2 separate regions of the Mus musculus genome follow, and region 2 is linked to region 1. A link is a contact called in public HiChIP or PLAC-seq data. All regions are on one chromosome and are shown on one strand. Each heading gives the region's core, a stretch centred on a gene start, on an enhancer-like site or on the middle of the called end of the contact. The rest is flanking DNA. Distances are from core to core; before and after follow the strand shown.

Evidence for each region. HiChIP or PLAC-seq counts read pairs in DNA pulled down with a chosen protein or histone mark.
Region 2: a contact with region 1 is called in an H3K4me3 HiChIP or PLAC-seq map of embryonic stem cells, with 19 read pairs. The contact joins two enhancer-like sites. A contact is called at or near these places in 11 of 39 promoter capture datasets (the 3T3-L1 cell line, cranial neural crest, embryonic stem cells and 4 more), 7 of 115 datasets of contacts at active chromatin or transcription factors (the NIH/3T3 cell line, acute myeloid leukemia, embryonic forebrain and 3 more) and 1 of 9 other capture datasets (adipose tissue).

Annotation. Positions count from the first base shown.
Region 1 is chr4:43,083,544-43,090,805 of GRCm38.p6, forward strand. It overlaps Unc13b (unc-13 homolog B), which reads left to right. Exons shown (of 40, transcript NM_001384106.1): 2 at 4,360-4,389. Among named protein-coding and RNA genes, the nearest start is that of Unc13b, 28 kb to the left of the region's middle. Within about 2 kb of position 3,783, at least 3 of the 459 cell types and tissues checked have an H3K27ac peak or open chromatin away from gene starts, as enhancers often do.
Region 2 is chr4:43,495,035-43,502,296 of GRCm38.p6, forward strand. It overlaps Arhgef39 (Rho guanine nucleotide exchange factor (GEF) 39), which reads right to left. Exons shown (of 12, transcript NM_001013377.3): 4 at 4,436-4,864; 5 at 4,209-4,303; 6 at 3,862-3,982; 7 at 3,552-3,670; 8 at 2,925-2,995; 9 at 2,548-2,676; 10 at 2,053-2,282; 11 at 1,787-1,875; 12 at 1,108-1,686. The coding sequence starts at 4,573. The coding sequence ends at 1,644. It overlaps Ccdc107 (coiled-coil domain containing 107), which reads left to right. Exons shown (of 6, transcript NM_001037913.2): 3 at 161-221; 4 at 308-398; 5 at 475-587; 6 at 663-887. The coding sequence ends at 868. Among named protein-coding and RNA genes, the nearest start is that of Ccdc107, 5.3 kb to the left of the region's middle. Within about 2 kb of position 4,702, at least 306 of the 459 cell types and tissues checked have an H3K27ac peak or open chromatin away from gene starts, as enhancers often do.

The DNA.
Region 1 (7,262 bases), core at 2,533-5,032:
GCAGCACATCACTAGAAGTTTTTTGGTGTGTTTCTCTTTCTCTATGGTGCCCTGACAAATGGAACTCAACCAAGCAATGTAATGCCGACCAATACATGTGTGTTGCTAGTAAAGAATCCTTCATCACACATCCTTTCAACATGCTTGTTTTTTTTAAAAAGATTTGTTTATTTTTTTATTTATATGAGTACACTGTAGCTGTTCAGACACACCAGAAGAGGGCATCAGATCCCATTGCAGATGGTTGTGAGCCACCATGTGGTTACTGGGATTTGAACTCAAGACCTCTGGAAGAGCAGACCTCTTAACCTCTGAGCCATCTCTCCGGCCCTCATGTGCTTGCTTTAGCAAAACATCCTTTCGCCTGTGTCTGCTTCAACTAATGTTCCTTCACGTGTTTGCCCCAGCAAAACACCATCCAACTGACTTCCCAAAGAACCCTTAAGTTTCCACTTCAAGAAGAGGCTTGATTACAATAAAGTTTTGTCATCTGCATTGAGTTATGTTGGACCACATAACAAGGAGGGATTTTGTGCTAGAGTTCTTAATTTTTGAAGCACGGTTTTACGGTAACCCAGTCTATCCTTGAACTTGCAAAGTAGCTGAGGCTAGCCTTGAACTGTTGATCCTCCTGCCTCTACCTCTCAACTTCTGGGATTATAGGTATAGATTTACTTGTTTGTTTTTGAGACAGGCAGGCCTTCCATTTTGCTGTATAGTGAGGATGACCTTGAACTTCTGATCTTATTACCTCCAACTCCCAAGTACTTGGATTAGAGCCAAGTACCGCCTTGCCCAGTTTATTTATTGTTTTAAACATATTGAAGTCAGGACTGTGGGTGCATACCTTTATCATGGCATTTGGGAGGCAGAGGCTGCCGGATCTCTGTGAGTTCAAGGCCAGCCTAGTCTACATAGTGAGTTCCAGGACAGCCAGGCCTACATAGTGGGATCTATCTTAACACTCCCCACCCCCCCAAAAAACCTCAAAAAACCCCCAAAATACCTCAAGACAAACAACAACAAAAAAAATCTCATTTTGAAAGTAATATGGACCTATTTTTAGACATGAACAGCATAAGTATTTTATTTTTGAGACAGGGTCTTGTAGCATAGGCTGGCCTAAAACTCACCGCCTAACTCAAGACTGTCCTTGAACTCTTGCTCTTACTGTCCCCACCTCCCAAATGATGGGACTGAAGTATGTGCTACCCTATCCAGATCTACTGTAAGGACTTAACTAAAACTGTGAGCTGGGTGTAGGGCACACACCTTTAGTTCCAGCACTCAGGAGGCAGAGGCAGGAGATCTGTGAGTTTAAGGCCAGCCTACTCTACAGAGCAAGTTCCAGGACAGCCAGAGCTACATAGTGAGACCTGTCTCAGAAAACTCCACACAACTAAAACTGTGATAGCCTCACATCTGAGTGACTATGGTCTTACTATGGCTGGCTTAGAACTCTCTAAGTAGGGGAGGCTGGCTTAGAACTCAGATGTGCTTGCCTCTGCCTCTTCAGCGCTGGGCTTAAAGGTGTGCACCACTGTGCTCAGCAATTTTTTTTTTAACTTTATGAGACAAGGTCTTATGTAACTTAGAGTTTACATTGTGGGCCTCCTATCTTAGTCTCCCAAGTGCTGGGATTACACCATGCACATTATTGGGTCCATTTTCCTCTCTGATCTCTCTTCCTCTCTCTTCTCTGTCTCCTGCCTTAAAAACTGTAGTATTAGTGATTTTCAGGATAGATTATTAGACACATGATTAATTTATGATACCTATTTATTAATTATAGTAAGATTACTTCCATTCTATGTATGCTAGTTTAGTTCCCTCCCTTCCCCCTCCTTCTCTCTCTCTCTTTTTGAGAAAGGATCTTTTATTTATTTTTATTTTTAAAGATTTATTTATTTAATTTATGAGTACACTGTAGCTATCTTCAGACGTACCAGAAGAGGGCATCAGATCCCATTACAGATAGTTGTGAGCTACCATGTGGTTGTTGGGATTTGAATGGGATTTGAACTCAGAACCTCTAGAAGAGCAGTCAAGTGCTCTTAACTGCTGAGCCATCTCTCCAGCCTCCCTTTTTTATTTTTTTAATTTTATGTGTATGAGTTTTTTGCTTGCATGTATGTGTGCCCCATGTGTGTCCCTGGTGCCAAAGGAGGACAGAAGAGGATGTAGGATCTCCTGGAACAGGGTCATAGATGGTTGTAAGCCACCAGGTGGGTGCTGGGAACTGAATCCAGATTTTCTACAGTAGCAGCCAGTGCTCTCAGCTGATAAACCATCTCTTTAGCCCATTATTTTCCTTAAGTTGTTATTAACTCTATATCCTGATCTCAGCTTCCTCTTCCTCCTTTCCTTTTAGGCCCTTTCTCTCCCCTTCCTTCCTCCCTTTCTTCTCAGAAAAGGGGAGGCCTCTCATTGATATCACAAGCCTTGGCATATCAAGTTGCAGTAAGACTGTGCATTTTCTTCTATTGAGGCTAGACAGGGCAGTCCAGTTAAGGGAAAGGGATCCAAAGGCAGGCAATGTAGTTAGAGATAGCCCCCTTTAGCCCCATTTCTGAGATAAGATCTTATTATGTAGTTCTGGCTGACCTAATGTAATCATGTAATTCAGGCTGACTTCCAATTTACATAGATCCTCCTACAATGCAAGTGATAGGATTATAGGCATTGACCAGTCCAATCAGAAAATTTTAAAAAATGTTTTAACTATGTATATATTAATATATTTAAAATTTTGTTGGTTATTTTTCATTTATGCTTAGTTATTTTAATTTTAGTAGTTATTGCTAGTATAATGACAATTTGAAATATTTTAATTCTATTAAACTTTTTTTTTTTTTGGTTTTGTTGTTTGTTTTTAGAGACAGGGTTTCTCTGTGTAGCCCTGGCTGTCCTGGAACTCACTCTGTAGACCAGGTTGGTCTCAGAGATCCACCTGCCTTTGCCTCCCAAGGGCTGGCATTAAAGGTGTGTGCCACCACCATCTGGCTTTTATTAAACATTTTTATAACTACATTTTTTATTTGCTGTGTGTGCTTGTGTACATGTGCATGCCAAAGTGTGTATATAACAGAAGATTAGGGACAGTTTTGGGAGTTTTCTTTTTTTACCATATGGGTCCTGGAAATATACTTAAGTTGTCAGACATGGAAACAGGCACCTTAGCTGTCTGCTTGGTCCTGTTCTGGTTTATGTAGGCGAGCTAATTTTGAATTGTTCATTGTGCCTCTACTTTCTACTAGGATTGCAAGCAAGCACTACCAAGCCCAGCCGAAATGTGTTCTCTCTGTCTGTCTCTCTTAATTGTAAAGACAGGGTTTCAGTATGTAGCTCTGGCTCTCATTATGTAGCCCAAGTTGGCTTTAAGTTTATCCACGAGCCTCTGCCTCCCCAGTGCTGGGGTTAGAGGCACGCTCCACATGACCTGCTTTACTTTCTCCATGTTCATGAGAAAGAATATTTGGGAAGAGGAACTGACTTTATGTGAGATTAAAAAAGACATATTTTGGATCAATAAAAATAAATAGATTGTAGTAGTAATGAGTACTGTCTGAAATGGAGATGGCCTTGTGGAAAGCCCTATGTGGCTTAGCCCTTGGAAGAAACATAAAGCATGGAGAAAGGCAGACCAACGCCTTATATGTACTTTCTACGCATTGTACTACAAACTGCCCCCCTCCAACACACCCGGTGAATTTGTCCTTAATCTTTGTGGATTGATCTTGATTCTTTTTTATTTACTCTGTAGCACAGGCTGGTCTTGAACTTGCAGCAGCTCTCCTGCCTAGTTTTCTGAGTGCTAGGATTCCAGACTTGAGCCACTAGTGCAGCTGTGGCAGTTCCCTTGCATGTGCAGTTCTTGGCTCCCCTGGGAGCTGTGTGTGCATTGTGCTTGTAGGATTCTTTCTTGTGCAGCTCCCAGCCTATTCTTTAGAAGCAGTTCCACATCATCATGGACAGGAGCCCCTCTTGGTACCTGCCTGGTCTCAGAAGTCACTTCTCACTCTTGTTTTAAAACTTATTGTCTATTTTTTCCTGATATACTCTTGTTTGAGCAGAATGAAGTAGAGGGATTTTCCTTGTTAAAAATTTACTTCTTACCTTTTTTTATTTGGCTAAGGATATAATTCAGGGGTCTCATATATTTAAGGTAAGTGGTTACTTTCAGCCTGATGATTGCTTTTAAATAAGGAACATTGATAACTTAAACTTCAGAACGACATCTAACATAAAACAGATTTCCTGCCATTTGGCTTTCTTCTCCTTGTCAGGAGGCAGGAACAGATTTTTTTCCACTGAGTATGAGATCAGGTTCCTAATCTTACCTCTTTTGTTTTCTTGCAGTTAAAAGAGCCAAATTCCAGGGTTCACCAGGTAAGTCTGGCCCTCCTTGCTTTCAACACTTCATGCTTGCTGTGATTTAAGGCAGTCTTTAAAAAAAAAAGGTGTGTGTGTGTGTGTGTGTGTGTGTGTGTGTGTGTGTGTGTGTGTGAATGTGAGTGTATATGTGTGCAGGACTCCAAGGAGGCAAGAAGATCTGTATCTGGAATTACAGATGGTTGTAGGTTGCTATGTGAGTGCTGGGAACTGAACTCCAGTGGCTCAGGGCTAAGTCACTTGCTATGCAAATGTGGTGATCTGAGGAGACTCACCTTGGGAGAGTCTGTTCTCTTCCTCTACCACATGGTTTCCAGAGAATGAACCCAGGTTGTGTAGGCTTCATATCAGGCCCCTCACTGGCCCCTCAGAAGCAAATCTTAAAAGAAAATCATGAATTATAAGCTGGGTATGGCAGTACATTTCTATAGTCCTAGTACTTGAGAGTCTGGAGCGAGAGGATTGCTTGTCTAGGTCAGCCTGGACTACATAAAGAGACTCTATCTCAGGAAGATAAAAAGAATGAATGATTTCATTTAGCTAACTACTTAAATGCATTGATTTAATTTGCTAAGGTAGTTCATGAAATTATTACCCCACTGCTATAAAACATTTAACTTTGTTTACCTGTATTTTTATCTGTATTAATCAATGAAAAGTTTATCTTTTCTCTCTTGTCAACCCAATTATACTATACTATACTTTAAATTTTTTAATTTTAATTAATTTTTAAAGATTTATTTATTTATTATTATATGTAAGTACACTGTAGCTATCTTCAGATTCACCAGAAGAGGGCATCAGATCTCATTACAGATGGTTGTGAGCCACCATGTGGTTTCTGGGATTTGAACTCAGGACCTTTGGAAGAGCAGTTAGTGCTCTTGACTGCTGAGCCATCTCTCCAGCCCCCTATTTTAATTAATTTTATGTTATCTTTTCTGTTTGTATGTGTGTGTGCCCATGCATGCTCATGCCATAGCATGTGTGTGGAATCAGAGGATAACTTTTGGAAGTTAGTTCTGACCTTTGCCCATACGAGTTCTAGGAATCAAATTTAGGATGGAGGTTGCTAGTCTTGGTGGCATGCACCCTTGTGTACCAAAGTCATCTTTAAATTTATTTTTAGTTTTAAATTTCTTTGTGAGATGGGTCTTACGTAGCCCAGGGTGGCCTTGAAGTTGCTGTATAGCTAAGGGCAACTTTGAACTTCGGATCACCTTGTCCTCCCTCCGTGGTGCTGGGACTTATGCATCCTAGATAAGTACTCTGTAAATCCCCCTTTATTTATTTATTTAATTTCTAAAACAGGGTGTCACTCAGCAGTGGAGGCTGTATGGCTGTATGGGTTTTGTTTTTCAGAATTCTGCCTCAATATCCTGCTGTAATTATAGACATGAGCCACCATCCTTAGCTAGAATATTTTACAAGATTATAGTGAGATTAAAAAAAAAAAAACCTATACAAACTTTAAAAAAAAATTGGCCAGGTTTGGTTGCACATACGTTTAATCCCGCTACTCAGAGGCAAAGGCAGGAGAATATAATCAAGACCAGTGTGGCCTGCATATCTAGTTCCAGGACATTGAGGCTACGTAGAGAGACCCTATGTCTAAAAGAAAAGAAGGGATTATTAATAGCATCCATGTGTGTACACTGTGTGCATGGAGGCCAAATGCGACCTTGAATCTCTTTCTCAAATTGCTTTGCACTTCAGTTTTTTGAGACAGGGTCTCTTAGAGAGCATAGAACACCCCAGTTGACTAGACAGGGTGGTTAGCAAGCCCCTGGGCCTCCTATTTCTAGCTTCCAACTGCTAGGATTACAAGTGTATACCATGCAGCCTGGAGAAAGATTTAAATTTTGTTTAACCTTGGGACCTCACATGCTAGGAAGATGATCTGCCACTTAGCCCTGTCCATCGCTCAAGTTTAAGATCTTATGATACAAAATGTATTTCAGGTTTCAGAAGTATAGCTGGGTGCTCCAGGCCTTGGCTGGCATGTGTGAGCCTCTAGAGCTGGGTTATAGACATGTTACCTTCTGCTCCTTTCATGAGAATGCTTTGGGTCTAAACTTAGGTCCTCATGCTTGGGCAATAAGCATTTTATCCACCGAGCCATCTCCCCATTTCTTTGTTTCTGCATTTAAGATAGTCTTGCTTTATAGCTTAGGCTGGCCTGAAATGTGAGCTCTTCCTGTCTCAGTCTTCTCATCTGGATAAAACCACATGCTTTTGAAATGATAGGCAAATGTGGCAGTTCCCATTTTCTCACATTATCTAACAGTAGGTAATTGTTTTAAGCAGTATTTGGCATTTTAGTGAGTTAACACGATAACTTTGTTTTTTTTTTTTGTTTTTGTTTTTGTTTTTGTTTTTTGCTTTTATGAAATGTTTTTCTTAATACAAGAAGCAAATCCTCAGGCCACATGTGGTTGTACACACTTGTACTACTACTAAGTAGACTGTAGCAGGAGAGTCTTGAGTTCAAGGTCAGCATGGTGAATTTTAAGACAGTCTGGACTGCATAGTCACTCTAGTTAGTACAAACATGGAGGGCTTCAGATCTGAGTTTTCAGGGTTAGGTTACTCCCTTTGATTTGTACTTAGTTCTCCTCTCAGAGAATTCCCTTTTTTCAATTTTATGATAATGTTTCTTTTCATGTAAACTATAGATCAAGCTTGAAATCCAGTTCTTTCATGACAATTTTCTCTTCAATTTGTGTCTTTATCAAGGGCTCTGCAATTGTTTGCCCTTTATGTATTCTGTGTTCACACACACACACACACACACACACACACACACACACACACGAGGCACACGAGGTTTGGGGGGAGAATCTTATCTTAAGCCAAGCAGGCCTTAAACT
Region 2 (7,262 bases), core at 3,452-5,951, 410 kb after region 1:
CCTGACGTTTCACTTCATGTTCTGGGTAAGCAGCTGGACTAGAGACAACTGGGATTCTCTGAGGTGGATGCCCAGAGCTTTCTCTATGGCTCCTCTCTTCACTGGCTCTGAGGTGCTGGGGCCTTTGCTGCAGCCTTGTCTTTATCTGCTTCCACAACAGGGCCCAGATGAGGCTGCTGTTCTCAGAGAGGAAAAAAACAAGAAGAAATCCTCGCAGTCAGGTGGGTTGAGCATTTAGTGGTGGTTTCTGGCGATGGAGTAGATCAGGGGACTGCAGGAGTAACCATGCCCTTTCCCTCACTCCCAGAGCAACAGCTGGTGCAGCTGACACAACAGCTGGCCCAGACGGAGCAGCACCTGAACCACCTGATGACACAGCTGGATCCCCTTTTTGAACAGTGAGAATTTGTGGGGTGGGTGAGGTGGGAGCCAAGGAGACAGACTGGGCAGCCCCCTGAGTGGGTATTTCTACAGGGTGACGACTTTGGTTGGAACCCAGAGGGAACTTCTAGACACAAAACTAAAGACCATCCACCACCTTCTACAAGACTGCCAGCCTGGCACAGGAGTGGAAGTTCCAGAACCAGGTAAAAGGTTGGGAGGTTTCTATGGCTGGAGAGCCATGGCTGTGAAACTAGAGCAAGTTGGTCTCTCCTTCACAGAGGCCAGCATACCCTTTACTGAGGACCTGGGGAAAGAAGACCAAGAAGCTGGAAACAGTCAGGCCTGGGAAGAGCCCATAACCTGGAGCCCAGAAACACGGAACCTAGCTCCTTCCTGGGAGGTGGAGCAGGGGCTGAGGAGAAGGTGGCACAAGACGGTGACAAAGGGTCCAGCAGTAAATGGGGAACAACCACTGAAGGTTTAGTAAAAAGAGTCCCCTCGTACTGGGTGTTCCTCTGTGCTTTTTCCACTCCCTGCTACACACACACACACGGTGCAAAAGCCAAGCACTCTTCCCTTATTAGGAAGAGAGAGACTGCCTTCCAGAATGTGAATGGAGAAGACAGAGAGAGAGCCACAGTTCTGCCCTTGTGTTTCTGAGGCTACCGAGATGCCAGCCATCAAGGCTCAAACTCCATTTTCTCGTGATTTAGACAGGAAGGCTTTTGCAAAAACAACCCTTTATTAAGATCCAGTGGGGAAATAAATTATAGAACATAGGAGGTAGTTCAGGAGGATCTGGAGTTCAAGGCCACCCTGGACTGCATGAAACCTTGTCTCAAGAAAACAAACTATATACAATAGCCAGGTGTGGCAGCACACACCTATAACCCAACACCTGAGAGACTGAGGCAGAAGGAATTCAAATTCATGGTCAGCCTGGGTAAGATCCTTTCTCAAGAATAAATCAGGAAACCATAGGCAATAACAACAAAATGGACTCCTTTTCAAAGCTGCAAATGGGATTAACCGCTGGCCACAGACAGCAGGGGCTTTTCAGGCCCCCCAGTGGCAGGGCGTTAAAGGGACTTGTTCCACTGAGGCTCAATCGAAGTACATTCCCTTTTGTTCGTGGCTCTGCCCTATTCCTGAGTATCCGAGTTCTGGAATTTGTAAGATTCTTCATAGGCACACCCAGCTGCCATGTGTATCCCAGGATAGCTGTGAATATGGCCCCAGCATGTTTGTAGATGACAATGTCATGTTGCAGTGACACTTCTGTGGGTCGAGCTCTTCTGGCTTCTGTGGGAAGAAAACAGTCTGGTCACCGGGTCAGTCCTCAGTCACCCACGGGGTGGGGGAGGGGCTGTGAGGGACGCTGCTCCTTCTCAGCACGGCTAACCTGATAGCCAGAGTCAGGCTGTGGTGCCACTGTGACAGCTCCTCCTGGTCAGTAGACATAAGCAGTAGCTTCTCATGGGGAAAGGACAGCTAAGGAGAAACCAGTTAGTTCAGAGCAAGTCAGGCTGGGGCCCTCTCTGGTCCCGTGACACTAACTCAGGGATAAGTGTGAAACCTCAGCCCCAAAAGGGAGCTAGCTCAAGTGATGGGCTGGTCTACAACTACTTCAAGTATATTTTGGGCCCAGATTTCCCATCTACTACTTACACTGAGCAAACCACCACAAGGTCCTCCCGAATGGCCAAAGACCCTGCTAAGGTGACACTGGGACATAGGGTACAGGGCTCTGCAGACAAAGGTGCCACTCTTCAGCAGGTGCAGTGGGGGCCGAGGCTTGGCCATGAGGAGCACGTCGGAGAAAAGGAAGAACATCCGGGGCCGAGGCTCCCCAGTGGGAGGCACCACTAAAAGCCAGCCCTGCCGTAGGAACCAGCGGCCTTGAAAATGAGAGCACTGTTATTGTACAGCTCAAGAATCCGTAGGAACACAAGAGAGACAGGACGTTGGGGAAGGGGTAATGTTACTGTGTGGCGATGTGGAGGTCACAGAACCACCCTGGAGTCAGTTTTCTCCTTTCACCTTTATATGCATTCCAGAATTGCACAGGTCATACAGCAAGCACATTACCTACTGGGTCATCTTGCCAGCCCAGCATGCTGGCATAAGCAAGGGGCAACTGAAGGGGCAGAGTCCACGGTCTACCTGAAGTCAGCCCTTTTGCCTTGCGCCCACTGAGTAGAGCCTGGACACGCAGCAGATGCTGATCATTCTTCTGACTCTGGCCGATGGCGTGGACCTTCTGGGCCGTCTCACTTACCAGGCGAGCAGCCCCTGGAACAACACCCAGTGCCTTACTTCCAACAGAACATGGGCTTTGAGTGGCTCTTGGTAGTAAAAGACAAGCTGGGGTGGGGGTGGGGGTCTGGGTCCCGTTCTAGCTTCTTGAAGAATGGGCAGGGCAGTTAGGGCCACTGTACATTCCATGGGAGACAGGGACATACCAGACACTGTTGGAGGTGAGAGCCAGAGAGGCATTCAGGACAGGCAGCCTCTGCCTGAGCTGAGGAACTAGAACCTACGTGTGAGCTGCTGGTAGTCAGGGCTGTTGGGAACTGTGTTCTCAGCCAAAGCCACGACAAGATTCTCGTACCTAGAAGTGGACAGTGGGGAGGGAAGTAGAGCCAGGCTCAATGCCCTGCTTTCATAGACTTGAAGATCACCTCCCCGACCTTCATTTCTCAACTGTCAAGTCAGGAAAGGCCTGGCTCCTCTGTTGCCCCTCCTTAACCTGGGACTCTGAACCTGGGGTCACATTACATTTCCATTCTACACTGAAGAATCAGGAGGCTGGGTCAGAAGATGAAACCAAATCAAACCAAGGAGGCTACCACAGACAACCTCTGAGCCCTAGAACAGAACCACAAGACTAGACCAACCCCCTCATTGCCCTGAGCCTCTCCAGAGTCTGTCTCTGGCCTTGGTGCAGGTTCCCTCCATTTAGTATACAGTCCTACAATGCCACATCTGACGCTGCAGACCCTGGATAACCCTGAGGGTCAACATTTACTCTGGTAAAAGCTTCTTAGAAGCAATTTGGCCCAGAATAGCAAAGCTGGGATAGAACCTATGGCATCCCCCACAGAGCTGCCGGCCTCGGTTATGCAGCCTGAGAGGATTAATTCCAGCCTAGAGAGATTCACACTCACTGTTGGAGCCGCTGCAGAGGCAGAGGGAGCAGGTCCTGGAGCTGAAGACCCCTAAATTCAGGGCGACCTTCCTGAAGCTTCACGAACCTCCGAAAACGCTTATTCTTCTTCAGCTGCGCCTGGGTTGAGAGGGGAAGTTCACATGAGGGAGGGAAGTCACTCCTCATACTGCAAGCAGCAAGCTGTGCACTCCCGCGGGAAACTGGTCCTCCTAAAGATGTTAGCAAGGAGCTGGGTTCTAATGCAAGCAACTCATGAGTTCAGGTCTCTAAATTCAGGGGTAAGGAGGAAGAGACAGACTGCAGGTTACCTGAAGGGTAGTCTGAGATCTCTCTGCGTTGGCAGCAAATTGGGCGTAGAGCTCCAGGTGGGGGCAGAAGCCCTGTAGCCCCAGTCCCCACTGCCCTTCTTCCAGATAGGGAAGCAGCTCTCTGTGTGGGCAAAGAACAGTAAAAGCGCAAGCCAACAACTACTCTACACTCCCTCATACACTTCCATTAACCCTGCCTCGCAGGTAGTGCTATTATCCCATTTTACAGCTGGAGACGCCGGCAGGTTAAGGCATTGGGCCAACCCCACAGGTGAGAAAGTTGGCAGATGAACTTGGCCTTTCTGACTAGGCTTGACGCTCCCTCTCCCTGCAATTCTTCCACTCACAGGCTGGCGGCATAGATGAGCTCCCAGGTCCCAAACAGGGTCTGGAGTTCTGGTGGTCGTAGTGTTCCTTTGGCTTTCAGGATCCGCAGGAAGTACTGTATTTTTTCAGGAGGGGAAAAAATACAATTTTCTTAGACTGTAGCAAGAGGAAGTCAACGTCTGCTGCAGCCAGAAACTGTAGGGGGAAGCAAGGTCTTTGACCCTCCCATACCCCCATCGAGCCCCACCGTGGCCACCAGCCCCAGTTGTTCCTGGTAGCGTCGCTCGGTCTCCAGCAGCTCCCGAGCGGTGCAGACACGTTTCCGTTCCCAACGAGCACGCTGCTGTAGCACCGGGCAGCACGCGGCGGATCCCGAACTCTCCATGTTTGACCCAGGGTTTTACTCTTCCCGCAGCGTCGCGCCGGAGATTCAAATTCCAACCGCTCAGTGGGCGGGGCCGCGGGAGCTGCGGTTCAGGAGCCGAGCGCGCAGCATAGAGCATGCGCGGGCAGCCGCTAGCGGCCGGGCTCGTCTGCCTGTGTCCGCCCCACCAGCTAGGCGAGGTCGTGCGAGTCCCAGGTGTAGTAGCATCGGTGCCAGACGCTAAAGTGACACTACGGTCTGAACACGGAGACAGGAGACTCCAGAATGCAGACATTGTCAGGGCTTCAGTGTCTAAGTGAGAATTGGGAATGTGGGGATAATTAAGGTGCATACTAGGTCCTGAGCCCGCGCCAGACCACTAAAGAGAGTTGGCCAGTCATTCCCAGTGCCTTCACTAACTATGAACCTTTGAACTTTGGACAAAAGAGTTAGGTTAATGTTTGTTTACTCATTTTGTTTTCTGTCATCCTTGAGATAGGGTCCTATAATGTAGGCTGGTCTTGAACTGTCTTTGAGCACGACCTTGAGTCTATCCTCCGGTCTCCAGCTTCCAAGGGCTGAGATTAGTCTCGCACCATCATATCCCGTTTATGAAGTGCTGGGATGGAACTCACTCATGCACACTAGGCAAGCACTTTGCCGTCTACATCCCCAGTCCTGATTTTTATTTTATTTTTTAAAATTTCATACTGATCTAAGCTTAACCATCAACTAGCTTCCAGTGAGCTGTCAGTGATGTGGTAGTTTGGATTTATTCTCATATTCTCTCCTCCACCCCCCCACCACGACGTCGTCATGGTCGTGGTCGTCGTCCTCTTCTTCCTTCTCCTCCTCCTCCTCCTCCTCCTCCTCCTCCTCCTCTTCCTCCTCCTCCTCCTCTTCTTCTTCTTCTCTCTCTCAAATTTTCCTCTCATACAAAAAACCCCAACTGCATTCCCCCCTCCCTCCACTCCCCTCAGACTCTTTCCCCACCTTTTCCTTCCCCAACTGCAATAAAAGATAAAAGACAAAAGTTTTGCTGTGCTAACTGCATCACCTTATTAAAAAGAGAGTGTTCTAAATTTTCCTTAGGACTTTGAGGAGTGGAGAGGGAGTCATGGACTGTTGTGGATACCTGATGTGGGTGCTGGGAATCAAATCTGGGTCTTCTGGGAAAGCAGGGAGCACTCTTAACTGCCTAGCCATCTCTCCTACAGATACACACATAGTTTCAAAATAATAAAAATAAATATTTTTAAATGGGGGTGGGGGCTAGAAGGATAATTTATTGGCTAAGAGTGCTGGCTACTCTTCCAGAGGATCCTATATGGTGGCCCACAACCATTTTCAACTCCAGTTCCAGGGGATCAGATACCCACTTCTGACTTTGTCAAGCACCAGGCATACACATGATACACAAACTTACACATAGGCAAAACTCTCTCTCTCTCTCTCTCTCTCTCTCTCTCTCTCTCTCTCTCTCTCACACACACACACACACACACACACACACACATGATTTTTAAAATATGAAAAAGTTTAAAAACTATCAGAATGGGAAAGTACTTATAGTAAGTAGAACGCCAAGAGAGAAGGAAAAGGCAGTGTACACAGCTGTTGTATAATGTGATTCCCATTCCCTCTGCATAAAAATGAACACAGAAGGCTGGGAAGCTGAGTTATAGAAACCTGTGCTAACTGTGGTCTTTACTGTCTGAAACTGAAGATAATGGAACAAATGGGTGCCTCCCTGCACCAGAGAGTAGAATGCTGAGGTTAGGGGTCTAAGAGAGAACAGGACAGATGGAGAGATGTTTTCAATTCCCCAAGACTCATCTCTGTCTCCCCACATTTCCTGCCTTGAGCATGTGCTATTTTGTAACTATAAAATACAGGTCATATTGGAAAACTAACTGTAAGAAACATTAGACCCATTTTGGGCTCTTAGGAATCTGGGCCCCCAGCCAAGAAGCAAGGGGACTGCCAGGGTTCTAAGCTCCCTCCAGCTCTGACATTTCTAAGAATCTTAAAAATGTTAAAATGCTTCACTTAGACAAGAGAAGAGCAGCCTGACAGCCTTGGAGAAAAGGGGTGTTTGGACCCGACTGTTTCTTTGGTTTGGGCTTCAGGAAAACTGGCGACACTGTCTCAGGTGAACAGAGAGAGCCTGGCCTGGTGGCTTACATCTGTAATACCAGTACGTAGAAAGCTGAGGAATGCTGCACATTTGAGGCCAGCCTGGATCACATAGTGAGACCCTGTCTCCAAAAAACCAAAACCAAAAAGAAGCAAATGAAGGACAGTCTGTAGAGCTCAGATGTGGACGAGCACAGATAATGCCATGTGGATCACGTAAGCCCAAGCAGCAAGGACAGAGAGCAGGGCTGGAGACATGGCTCAGAGGTCAAAAGCACTGGCTGCTCCAGCAGAGGACCGTGGCTCAGTTCCCATCACCCACATATCAGCTTGTGGTACACATAAACACACATAAACACACACACACCACGGCAAATGGAAGAATCGAAGGAGGAGGAGGAGAAGGAGGTGGTGGCGGTCAATGTCTGGGGCACAATTGGTCTTGGGTATGTTTGAGCATGTCACCAGCATTCTCTAGGTGGGTGGGAGAGGGGCCAGAGACAGAGCCTACTGTGAACTGGGGTTGGCAGCATTGTCCCTTTGGTAGAAGAGGGTGAGGCTGAGGAGACACCCT